2 separate regions of the Mus musculus genome follow, and region 1 is linked to region 2. The links are chromatin contacts, called in public Hi-C maps. All regions are on one chromosome and are shown on one strand. The core of a region is the stretch at or near the end of the contact, and the rest is flanking DNA. Distances in the headings are between cores, read along the strand shown. Region 1 overlaps Gm32828 (a long non-coding RNA gene). Region 2 has its middle 140 kb from the start of Gm51970.

Region 1 (5,889 bases), core at 2,946-5,445, 940 kb before region 2:
AGAAAAACTTCCAGGGCCTCCTGCTGCAGAAGAGAAAAGGTATGGAGAGCTATTACCATGCTGGAACTTTCCTGCTGTAGGAAGGAGATGAAAAAATGTATTCACCATGGGCTCCAACTGTCTGAGAACAAAGTCTCTGGTCTGGCTGATGCATGAAGCTTTCTGAAAAGGTCGTGTCCTGGAGGCATCCAGCACTAGGGGATGAAGCCACTGAGGGTTACCTTATTTAGGCCTAATGCTCAGGCTGGATCTGGGAACACAATGTCTCCTTGGGAGGTTGGAGGAGTGGGAGGGTAATGCTGAGTGGCTAAGAATCTCTTAGACCTCTGTGCACCAGGAAACCTAGGGTACTTTTGGACTTTTGCAAGCTACAGAATTGGATGCTGAATAGTAAGCAAGCAGAGAAATGGGCTGGATATTCATAAGTGATGGAATTTTGGGCCACACTTGCTCCTGGGGTGGGGGTCACTTGAGAACATTTAGAGGTCATATACTGGAAGTGGAAACTTCCATCAGATCATATATTAGGGTAAAGTCTTAGCAAAAAATGCTAATGAGTTCATGAGATCCATCCTGATGTTGGCTGGAGACATTCTTCTCTGTTATATTTAATAGAAAGCTAAAGATTGCTTGTCCACCATGAGCGTATCTTGCAAAGAACAAGGAGATAAATATAGATAACTTTGACTCTGTTTCCACAGGTTACAAGTTAAATCCAAACCAGATATGGTGGCACAAATCTTTAATCCTAGTGTTCAGGAGGCAGAGACAAGCAGATCTTTGTGAGTTAGAGGCCAGCCTGGTCTACATTGAGAATTCCAGCCCATTTGGGGCTTCATGGGCTCTGTTTCAAAATGATAATATTAAATTAACAACTTAAATCCAGAATCCTCATGGTTGGTAAATAAATACAGAGCTCTTATTGGTATTTTCATATTGGTGGGATTTGAACCCCTTGTTTGATAAAGAGCTACTACTGCTGTATCTGGCAGCATGTGATACTTAGCAAGTTTAGAGTTTTAGGTACTTTGGTGACAATGAAGAGACTATAACGGAAGAAATGGACCTCTGCCAAGAAGGATTGCCAATGTACATGTTAAATATGCTAGTACATGTCTATCACAAATGAGAGAACTAGAGGACAGTGAATAAAGGGAGTTTGCAAAATTGCCTTGGGATGGCAACTCCTTTTAGCATTGTCCCTCTTCCACCTCTGACATGCTGATGCTTACTGACTCAATGCATAAATCTTCAAATTGATCCTAGACAACTCTATCTCTCTCAGTAGCCATAGCTCATTAGTCATAAAACCCTATTAGTTCATAGCTCAAGAAAGTTTGTCAGTGTCTACAGATAAATTACTTGAAATAATAAGAGTGAAAGTAGAATTAACACTGAGACCAGCATGCAAAAGCCCCTAGATTTTGATATCCACAAAAGAGAAAGGCTAAAAAACCCGCAGCTTTGTAATATTGATCTTGATAGTTCATAGCATCTTCTGTACTGTTCTTCTTATGTGCGGTGCATGCTGCATGCACTTCTTCATTTTTCTGCTACTCCCAGTGTGTGTGTTAGCTTGCTAACAGGAGAGAAAGTAGGAAAGGGTAAGAATGCCTTAATGGTATTCTCCTCATGGAACAGGCATGGAATTCCCCGTTAATTAATTGTAGCATATATGCATTGGCTTTGTCATTAATAACATTATAGAAAACTTTAATTTTATAGAGTTCTTATTTTTAACAGCAATAAAAATGTGTTATTTAGGAAAAAAATCTAAAAGGAGGTAGAGTACACCTTTACATAGAAAGTATTAAGCCTCATTAGACAATCTTTAAAATGACCTACATAAATGAAGAAGATATATCATACTCAAAGACAGTTTTCATATTTCAAAGATATCAAATCTCCCTGAATTTACCCATAGTCCCAAAGCTGTTTCAATAAAAATCCCACAAAATTTTTATGCAATGTTACAAGGTCAATCCAAAGTTTATGTGAAAGAGCAAAAAGCACAGAATAGTCAAGGCATTCCCGAAGAATAATTTGGGGGCTTTTGCTCTTGATATTAATATTAAAGCATCATAAATTTGTAATACTGCTATTCAATGGAAACATAATGAGAGGGGTCTAAGCCTATAGCTCAGTGGTAGAGCATTCACCTGACGGTAGGAATCCCATGTGTGTTGACACCCAGCACGGCCCCAAGCAAAACAGACAGGAACAAAAAGAAGAAGAGAAAGAGGGAAGAAAGCAGATTCAGCAATGGCCCAAAACCTAGCACCATGGCTCTGGCCAACCCTCCAAAGATGCACACAGAAATCCAGTAAGAGTTACAGAAGCAATTTAAACTTTAAAGTCACATTTTAAAAGTGATAGGAATTTTAATGATAATATTTGGTTCACTATATATCTAAATACTATTTCTACATGTAAGCAGCATAACAGTAGGAAGGAATATTTCAGTGCCTTCACAGCAAGTTCTCCAAAATCAGCAGTCCAAACTTACATCTCTTGTAGAAGAGTCACATTATCTATTAGTTAGTGCTGATTAATCAATGTGCGTGCATTATATTACTGTTACTGTAAAGTAAACTGTGAGAGAGTGTGATCAGGGATTGAGTTACTGGTCATGAAACACAAGAAAAACCCTAAAGACTGATGGGTATATGAGGACCCCATGTGTGGAAGGGGAGGAATTGTTGTTTAGAGGATAATGTTCTTGCAATTTATACAGAATTCAATTTTGTTCTTGACATAAAGACTTAGGTATGAAAAGCAAATCTTTAAACCTCGAAAAGAAAGTACATAAGATAGAGAGATTGAATATCCTTATGACCTTTAAGGAGTAGCTTCCTAAAAAATAAAAGCATTAATTACGGAGGGAGATACTTTGAGATTTGAATGTATTGAATTTAAGAAGAAATGATTATTAAGTGATCCTATAAAGCAAGTAAAAACACAAGCCCAGTATGAGAATTTATTTGCAGCACTTAATCCTGAAAAGCATTATAATTCAAAATAACCAAATAACTCCTAAAAGTCAATAATGAAAACCTATAAAACCCAATAGAAAAATAATCATTTCAGAGAACATAAAACACCGAAGAAAATAAAAGTGTAAAATGTTTCTAAGCCTCATTAGTGATCAGGGAGACACAATTTAAGCATAGAAAAAGGCAATGTAAGATCCAACAGGTGGTCGAGACTCAGGAAGATTACTGTTCATAGGGAAGTATGGGCTCTCCTCGTGCTCCTTGAGAAAGACTACGTGATACATGGAAGACAATTTGACCTTGTCTTTTAAATAAATTATGCACATGTTGATGAACTTGTATTGCGTCCTGTATTATGTACGAAGGACACACTTAGGGAAGAATGTTCCTAACACACTAAGGTAGAAATGACACTAATGTTTATTGGTGTCGAAAACGAATGAATAGATGATGTGCTGTTTGTTTTTTGGAATGCTTATGTCAGGGGAAATAGATGTTTATTGGTCTACTAATGTGGACATGTATAATTTTAATGAAATATAATCAAATTTAGAAGTAACGGAAAAGTTGTGTGAGACAAATAGGATGCCATGATTTTTGTAATCTAGAACCTTTCCTGAAAGATATTTACATATTTTAAAGTTTACCTTTTCAAAGGCTCTATGTGTAACTTGGTACCCTTTAGTAAGTCTACAGCATTGTGTAGCCATAACTTCAGGGGCAGGAGAGATGGCTCAGCAGTTAAGAGCATTTGTTGCTCTTGAAGAGGTCTGGGTTTCTTTACCTGCATACACGAGGTATCTAAGAGCCATCAGTGAATGTAGTTGTGAGCGTCTATCACCATCTTCTGACTGCTTTAGCTACTGTATAAATGTGCTACACAAGCATATATGTAGACACAGCACCCATACACCAATAACAATAAAAAGAAACAACAACAATACTACTACTACTAATAATAATAAACATTTAGATATTTCATTATACTTGTGTTGTCTGGCTGAATCCATGGAGGGAATTATCCCAACATGACAATAATTCCTCCCAGGGACTGCCCCAAATTACTCTGTGAGAGAATTGGCTGAGGCTTTTGAGAATGCAGCACTATATAGAAGCTGGTAACTTGAAAGCACTAAGGATATCTCTGTCCTTGGGGCAGACAGAAAGGACAGGAAACCACACCCAGGGATTGTTGCAAAGACAACTGAACAACAATAGGAACTAATCAGTACCTCAGACCTCCCAGGGATGAAACTACCACCAAAGAGTACACATGGAGGGACCCATGGATCTAGATGCATATGTAGCAGAAGATGGCCTAGCTGAACATCAATGGGAGGAGAGGCCCTTGGTAGGGTGAAGGCTCTATACACCAGTGTGGGGGAATGCCAGGGCCAGGAAGCAGCAGTGGGTGGTCTGGTGAGCAGGGGGAGGAGGGAGAGGGGGAGAGTGTTTTTCAGAAGGGAAATGGCACGGTAACATTGAAATGTAAATACAGAAAATATCCAATTTAAAAAAAGGAGAAAAAAAAACAGAATGTGGCTCAGGGATTAGGCTGTCTTGTATGTGCTTAGCAGCATAGTTGACCTTTTCCATGCTTTAGAAACGACCTAAACATGTTTCCAATTCTTCTGATTCTCAACTGGGACATAGAAAGCAGAGAAAACAACCTCTGAAAAATATCCAGTTATCTGCCACTTCCTTTCCCCATTATCAGACCATTTTATTTTGTCTTTATGGGTTTGCTTATTCTGTATAGCATAATAATTGGGGATAAGACAGCACACAGCTTTTTGAGTTCATATTTTCCACTTTAGTATAGTTTCTATGACTCATACATGCTATAGGAAGTACAGATACTAGCCCTTTCTATTGTTGAATAGCATTGCTTTGCAAGTACTGGCTGGGATTGTTTATTTGGTTAGTGGATAGGAATTGGGGTTCCTTACAACATGACTTCAAAGGCATGAGATAACAGAAACTTCTCCATCACCCTTTATTTACTTTCCATTCTTTACCAACTAAGATCCCATCCTTAATGTAGCCCTCAAAAAGAGCTCTAGGAAGTACATACACATTACTATTTAAATATTTTTTATTATCACCCCTATTTTAATAAGAATATAAAATTGTGGGGCAGTGGGCTGCTCACAGACAGCCTGGTCTCCAGTAGGTCTTGAACCCTGGACCCCGGTGAGCGGAGATTTCCATCTTGGGCACCTGGCTCCTGTCACACATCAATCTTGTGGTAGCTGCACCAAGCCCTCCCACATGCAAATAAGGTTTCCCCAAACTCTCAGTCCAAGCCAATGAGAAGTGCCTGCTGTCAAACCCTCAATCACCCCCAAAATTGTATATAAGTCCTATCCAGGGAATAAAGGTGTTCAGGAACCACTCCCTCATCCTAGAGCTGTAACACTTGGGGAGAGATCAGCTCTCCTGATGTGCTGCCTGAGGCCCTGCCGCACTCCTCACTGCCTAGTCAGCTTCTGGTCAGCCAAGCCCAAAGTGACTCAGTGCAGGGCAGCACTGCAAAGACCATGGTGGAAGCAGAGAAGACACTTCCCCTCCCTGCCCTCCTTTGCTTCCCTTCGCTGGAGCCTTGGCACCAGGACTGGCCAGAGATCTCCATGGAAAACCTCTAGTACCCAGGCCCACATAAAATAGTAAGCAAGCAATTAGTGTTGTGTTTCTGATATGGTTTATGCTATATATAAACTTGGCAGTCACTGTCCCAGCCCAATTGAACTTCAAATTCATTGGCAAGCTGACCATGTTTGCCATGTTTCATACTCCTGTGCTTTTAAGACTACTGGTCTCTTGCTCCCAATTTCCTAGATTGGTTTTCTGGGTAAGGTTTGATGAATTATGAAGTCTATCTTAATATGTCTACTAT
Region 2 (6,319 bases), core at 2,004-4,503:
CAATTCCATTGTGTATATGTACCACATTTTTATTATCCATTGATCAGTTGGTGAACATCTAGGTCCTTCTTCATCACTATATACCACTGTATTAGAGCCATATACCACCATATTTACCTACCAATGCTTCACAATGCTAAAAATAGATATATCACATGATCTAAGTGATACCAGTCCTGGGTATATTTTCAGAGGACTCTATCATTAAAATTGTTTTAATTGACATATTTGTTGTGAATCATGCCAAATACACACACACATATTTTAAACTCCAGATTTTATTCCCTTCCTGGTCCATCCTTTGACTGTTCCCCATACCTCCTTCCCACCCCCTGTCTCCATGAAGATGTCTCCATCCCCTACTTCCACCCCACCAGACCTCTAAATTCCCTGGAGCCTTTAGTCTCTTGAAGGTTAGGTGCATCTTCTCTGAAAAAATCCCAGATCCAGCAGTCCTCTGTTTTATGTGTGTTGCGGGCCTCATATCAACTAGTATATGCTGCCTGGTTGGTGGTTCAGTCTCTGAGAGATCTTGGGGTCCAGGTTAATTGAGACTGCTGGTCCTTCCTTCTACTGGGTCACCCTCCTCCTCAGCTTCTTCCACCTTTTCCCTAATTGAACCACAGGGGTCAGCAGTTTCTGTCCATTGGTTGGTTGCAAATATCTGTATCTGACTCTTTCAGCTGCTTGGTGTGTCTTTCAGAGGACAGTCATGATAGGTCCCTTTTTGTGAGTGTTCCATAGCCTCAGTAATAGTGGCAGGCCTTGGGGCCTCCCCTTGAGCTGGGTTCCATTTTGGGCCTATCACTGGGCCTTCTTTTCCTTGGGCTTCTCTACATTTCCATTCCAATAGCTCTTTCAGACGGGAACATTTATGGGTTAGAGTTTTGACTGTGGGATGGCAACCCATCCCTCACTTGATACGCTGACTTTCTGCTGGAGGTGGGCTCTACAAGTTCTCTCTCCCCACTGTACGGAATCTCATCTAAGGTCCCTCCTTTTGATTCCTGAGAGTCTCTCACCTTCCAGGTCTCTAGTACATTCTAGAGGGTCCCCCAACTTCCTATCTTCCTCTTTCCATTTTTTCTGCTGGTCCTCAGAGCTTCAGTCCTTTCCCCCTACCCAGTACCACATCATGTTTCCCTTTTTCTCCCCAGTCCACTTTCCCTCCCATGTCCCTCCTTCCCTCCCTGCTTGTGATTGCTTTCTTCTCCCACTCAAATGGGCCTGAGGCAGCCTCATTTGGGTCCTTTAGCTTGTTGATCTTTTTGAGTTCTGTGGACTGTATCTTGGGTATTCTGTTAAGTTTTTTGTTTTCGTTTTTTTTGTGTTGTTTTATTTTTGTTTTGTTTTGTTTTATTTTGTTTTGTTTTTTGGCTTATATCCACTTATTAGTGAATATATACCATGCATGTCCTTTGGGGTCTGAATTACCTCACTCAGGATGACATTTTCTATTTCCATCCATTTGCCTGCAAAACTCAAAATGTCCTCATTCCTAATAGCTGAGTAGTGTTCCATTGTGTGAATGAACCACATTTTTTGTATTCATTCTTCTGTTGTGGGACAGCTGGGTTGTTTCCAAGCTTCTGGTTATTACAAACAAGGCTACTATGAACATAGTAGAACACGTGCCCCTGTGGCATGGTGGGGCATCTTTTGTGTATATTGCCAAGAGTGATATTGCTGGGTCTTCAGGTAGATCTATTTCTAATTTTTTGAGAAACCTCCAGATTGATTTCCAGAGTGATTGTACCAGTTTGCAATTCCACCAGCAATGGAGGAGTGTTCCTCTTTCTCCATATTCTCTCTAACATGTATTGTCACCTGAGGTTTTGATCTTAGCCATTTTGATTGGTGTAAAGTAGAATCTCAGGGTTGTTTTGATTTTCATTTCTCTTATCACTAAGGATTTTGAACATTTCTTTATGTGCTTCTCAGCCATTTGAGATTCCTCTGTTGTGATTAATTCAAATTAGTAGCTTCCCTTTATACAAATGATAAACAGGTTGAGAAAGAAATTAAATCACACGATTATCTCATTAGATGCAGAAAAGGCATTTGACAAAATACAACACCACTTCATGTTAAAAGTAATGGGGAGATCAGGAATTCAAGGCCAATGCCTAGACATAATAAAAGGAATATACAGCAAACCAACAGCCAATATCAAATTAAGTGGAGAAATACCTGAAGCAATTCCACTAAAATCAGGGACAAAATAAAGATGCCCACTCTCCCTGAATCTATTCAATATAGTACTCTAAGTGCTAGCTAGAACAAAAAGAGATCAAAAGGATACAAATTGGCAAAGAAGAAATAAAGTTATCACTATTTGCAGATGATATAGTATACATAAGCAACCCCAAAAACTCTATCAGAAAACTTCTCCAGCTAATGAACAACTTCAGCAAAGTGGTCAGATATAAAATTAACTCAAATAAATCAATAGCTTTCCTTTATACAAATGATAAACAGGTTGAGAAAGAAATTAGGGAAACTACTCCCTTCACAATAGCCACAAATAATATAAAATATCTTGGTGTAACTCTAACCAAACAAGTGAAAGATCTGCATGACAATAATTTCGAGTCTCTCAAGAAAAAAATGGAAGCTCTCAGAAAATGGAGAGATCTCCCATGTTCATGGATAGGCAAAGTATATAGAGAAAATTTCTTTTGAGTGTATCACACATTTTGACCATAACTCAACACATTCCAGTGTGTGTGTGTGTGTGTGTGTGTCTGTGTGTGTGTGTGTGTGTATGTGTGTGTGTGTGCACACTTTACATTCTTGAAGGTATTTATCCATTGTATATTTGATCTGATTTGGGCTAGACTGTGGTCTTTTAGGAGGGAAAGACAAGATGATATTTTGTCTAATACCTCACAGGTCAATACAAAATCATCAGTGAGTGAGTCTGTATCACATAATTGAAAGTATACTTTAACATTCTAATTAAAATGCTTAAAAATATTTAAGTAAAATAGTCAATATCAATCTCTCACAAACCTATTGTGAGCCGGCCAGCAGCTCACAAGGACAGGGTACACCTGAGTGGCAGGGCAGAGCTGAAAGAGAGGGGAATTAGGCAGTCGAGAGAAAAATGGAGCTAAGTCATTTTTTCCTGATCAAAGCTCAAATGTTTAATGGCAAATGCGCTTATAAAGGGGGGTGGGGGGCATTCCTACCAATTCATCCTTGGAGCCTGGAACCAGTTGCAGGTGGTGCAGGATTGCAGGACAGGGCGTAGTCTCCAGAATAGCTCAATTGCCTCCCAGCAGGTAGCAGTATCTTGAAGAGGAACAGCAGCAGTGGCTGAACAATAGAGTGATCTAGGGAGGAAGGCTCCACCCTAGGTAATCTCCTTAGTGGCAGCAAGGTCAAGGTCTGGCTCAGCCTGCTTCAGGCTGGGGGGAGGTTACACAAACCTTTAAATTAATCTAATATTTTGGTAAGTAGAGAATTATCAGCCACTGTCAGTCATTTCACAAAGATATGAAAATGTATTTTTCCAGACATTAAAACATAATGCAAACATTTAATAAGGAAACATATCTTGGAAGTTCAAAGAAAGATATTCAGAAAACAGTGTAGAACAATCATAAATTCCCTACATCATAATCTATCCACTAATGAATGTTTATTCAACTGCTACAGTTTCATGGTGGTACGTTTATGTATGAGGCTTTCTCTAATTCATAAATTTACATCCTCACAAGAGAAGTCATTCATAGCTAGAAAAAAGAAAAGTATTTTATTAAGTATTGTTAGAAGCCTTATTATTCAGGCAAACTACCAAAGTTTAGATAGAATCTCATATAATATAGTAAAATTCAATGCTATATTGATATTTAATCTATTTTTATTATGAAGTAACAAAATAAAATATAAATAAAGGTCTCAAAATATATTTGGATTCGAAAAATGTACCTAAGAGTAAAGTGATATTTCAGAACTTTAAAAACATCAATTGATTTGGGACCAGAAGTTTTGATATTTTTATTAGTTTCTGAAAGTTATAAACAAGACATGAAAAATTAATTCCCTTAAATGCTAACATAATCTATAACAATTCATGCATATTGATATATTAAAATATAAGCACATTAAATTAATGTTCTTCTATTAGAAGCAACAGACAGAAATTATAATTAACTTATTTTCATAGGTACTCATCATAGACACACTTGAGAGTGTGATGAACACGTAAGATTTCTGGAAAATGATATATATGACTTATATAATAGAGTGATGTACAGTCTACCATTTTTAGTCAAAACCTTGAAATGCAGTTTCATTATCCAGATATATATAGCATAATTCTCTACAGAAATGTTCCAGACTGCTTAAGTGGACTTCACAATGACCATATAAACTATTCTTGAAACAGGGCACCCAAGTGTCACACACATCACTTTCTTTAATAACAAGGACTTTAGAAACACTAGCTCTTGTTTTACTTAAACAATGGATGTTGCTCCTTTTTGTGAGGCCAAAACACTCAGGGCGAAGGGTCACAAAGGAGTCCAGTTCTTTAGAATGACACTTGCAAAAGTGAAGCTATGAACTATGCAGAGTTTTTTAAGGATGTATTTCCCAGAAATCTTAAAGCTACAATGAACAATATAGCCTTTTTATGGACCATATTAGTAGAGAAAATATTCTCCTTAAAATGGTGGGGCTTTGCTGCTTGCTCCTTTCCGCAATGGTTCTGGGCACTCATTTATTGACTAGGAGAGCAGAAGCTGTGTCTGAGGATATGCATTTCAGAATAAAGCTCTCTTATGCCTCTTTACGCTAAGCAGCAACCATTAGCAATGGTTTCCCTAATAGGTAGCCCTACTTCTCTCCCTCGAACTTTGTCTTTCTATTACTCTTTCTGATAGGGAATCTTCTTCCCTTGATTGCTGCTTTCTGTAGCCAGAGGGTCCTGTGTATCCTCTCTCTCCTTACATTGTACATCCAGCTGGGCAAAGTTTATTCTGTTTTATGTACCATAATCTGTCATGGCTGATTTTGTTATAACAAGATCTGAGCAGATGGGGAATGGTTTGCTCAAGAATTACTTGCAATATGAGTGACCTATAGAAAAAATTGGAAGCTGGAATGCAATCCCTGCAATAAAATCCCATACTCGTTATCCTCCCCACAGGATGCTCATGTATCTCGCCCCCACATGAAGGCGATAATGACGAATCCCTGGACCTATAAAGGAGGCCAGGCCTCTGGTAAATAGCACACATCCACAAACAAAGGGATAAGATAGCAGTAGAGAAAGGCTCTAACAATTCCTTGCTGTAACTTGTCTGATATTTTTTCTCTATTAAATGACATGTACATGAAAGACACAAACATTCTCAGTTAACAATGGAACAGAAATGTTGTAAATAAGGTAATTTCCTTACTACTGGAAAACCTCCAGAATTAGACAGATTCCCATCAGCATTTAATAAACTTTTTTTAACACCTACTGAGTCCAATTTCATAGTTCTTCAAAGTCCTTGCTAAGCATAACAGAGAAGATAATCAGAAATCCATATGGACAATATGCTGTCTAAAGAGAGATTTTTTTTTTTTTTTTTAGAGTTCAGGCAATGAGGGAACCATTAATCTACTAATACAAATGCCCATATTTATGTTGGTTTTCAAAAAGGGAAAATACAGTAACAAAGCCATCGTAATTTGTTAATGCCTCTACCCCAAACCACCATATAAGTAAAATAAAAGTCTATGTCTGCAAAAGTCCTCTGTGTTTCTGCTCTACAGAAACTGCTCAGATAGATAGATATTCTCTTAAGCACTTTCTGCATTTAAAAATTTGCAACATTCACTATATGATCATTGAGCAATATCTATGAGCCAATAACGTATGAAGATAACCATAGCCCTCTCAGCAAAGGCCACACCGATCTGCTTATTAAGAAATAAATCACACTATTGCTATTACATATTCTGTGCAAGATCCAAAATCACACAACTGAAGAAAAATAAGTAAAATCAAGCAAATGAAAATTTCATTTCCAAAATGACGTTCTTTGATAGGCATCTTCTTTTAGCATGTCCTAGTCCATTTAATATGCCTACTCGCATCTTAGTTTTCCCTGTTTTTCAACCATTGCTGATGTCTTTACTACGTATCAAAACTAGGAATTTAAGTAATTTGCATTTGTCCTTAACTGTAGTGGGAATATTAAAAGGAAAAAAAAAAAAAAAAAAAAGACCAACAGGCCTCCCAGTCTACTGCTGGCAACTAGCAGGCCACGTGGCTCTGGCCACGTTGACTCATTGGTCTCTGGCAGGGCTGGAGCTCCTGCCT

What was found. A called contact is a pair of places that touch in the nucleus more often than the background predicts.
Region 1: a Hi-C map of embryonic stem cells shows a contact between it and region 2, with 5 times the contacts expected there. The contact joins two enhancer-like sites. A contact is called at or near these places in 1 of 484 Hi-C or Micro-C datasets (embryonic stem cells) and 1 of 9 other capture datasets (embryonic stem cells).

The regions. Positions count from the first base shown.
Region 1 is chr12:7,535,922-7,541,810 of GRCm38.p6, reverse strand. The region is part of intron 3 of Gm32828 (a long non-coding RNA gene); the gene reads left to right. Among named protein-coding and RNA genes, the nearest start is that of 1700101O22Rik, 160 kb to the right of the region's middle. Within about 2 kb of position 4,195, at least 4 of the 459 cell types and tissues checked have an H3K27ac peak or open chromatin away from gene starts, as enhancers often do. A contact at or near this core is called in embryonic stem cells, where this site is marked.
Region 2 is chr12:6,592,610-6,598,928 of GRCm38.p6, reverse strand. No RefSeq gene overlaps it. Among named protein-coding and RNA genes, the nearest start is that of Gm51970, 140 kb to the right of the region's middle. Within about 2 kb of position 3,253, at least 5 of the 459 cell types and tissues checked have an H3K27ac peak or open chromatin away from gene starts, as enhancers often do. A contact at or near this core is called in embryonic stem cells, where this site is marked.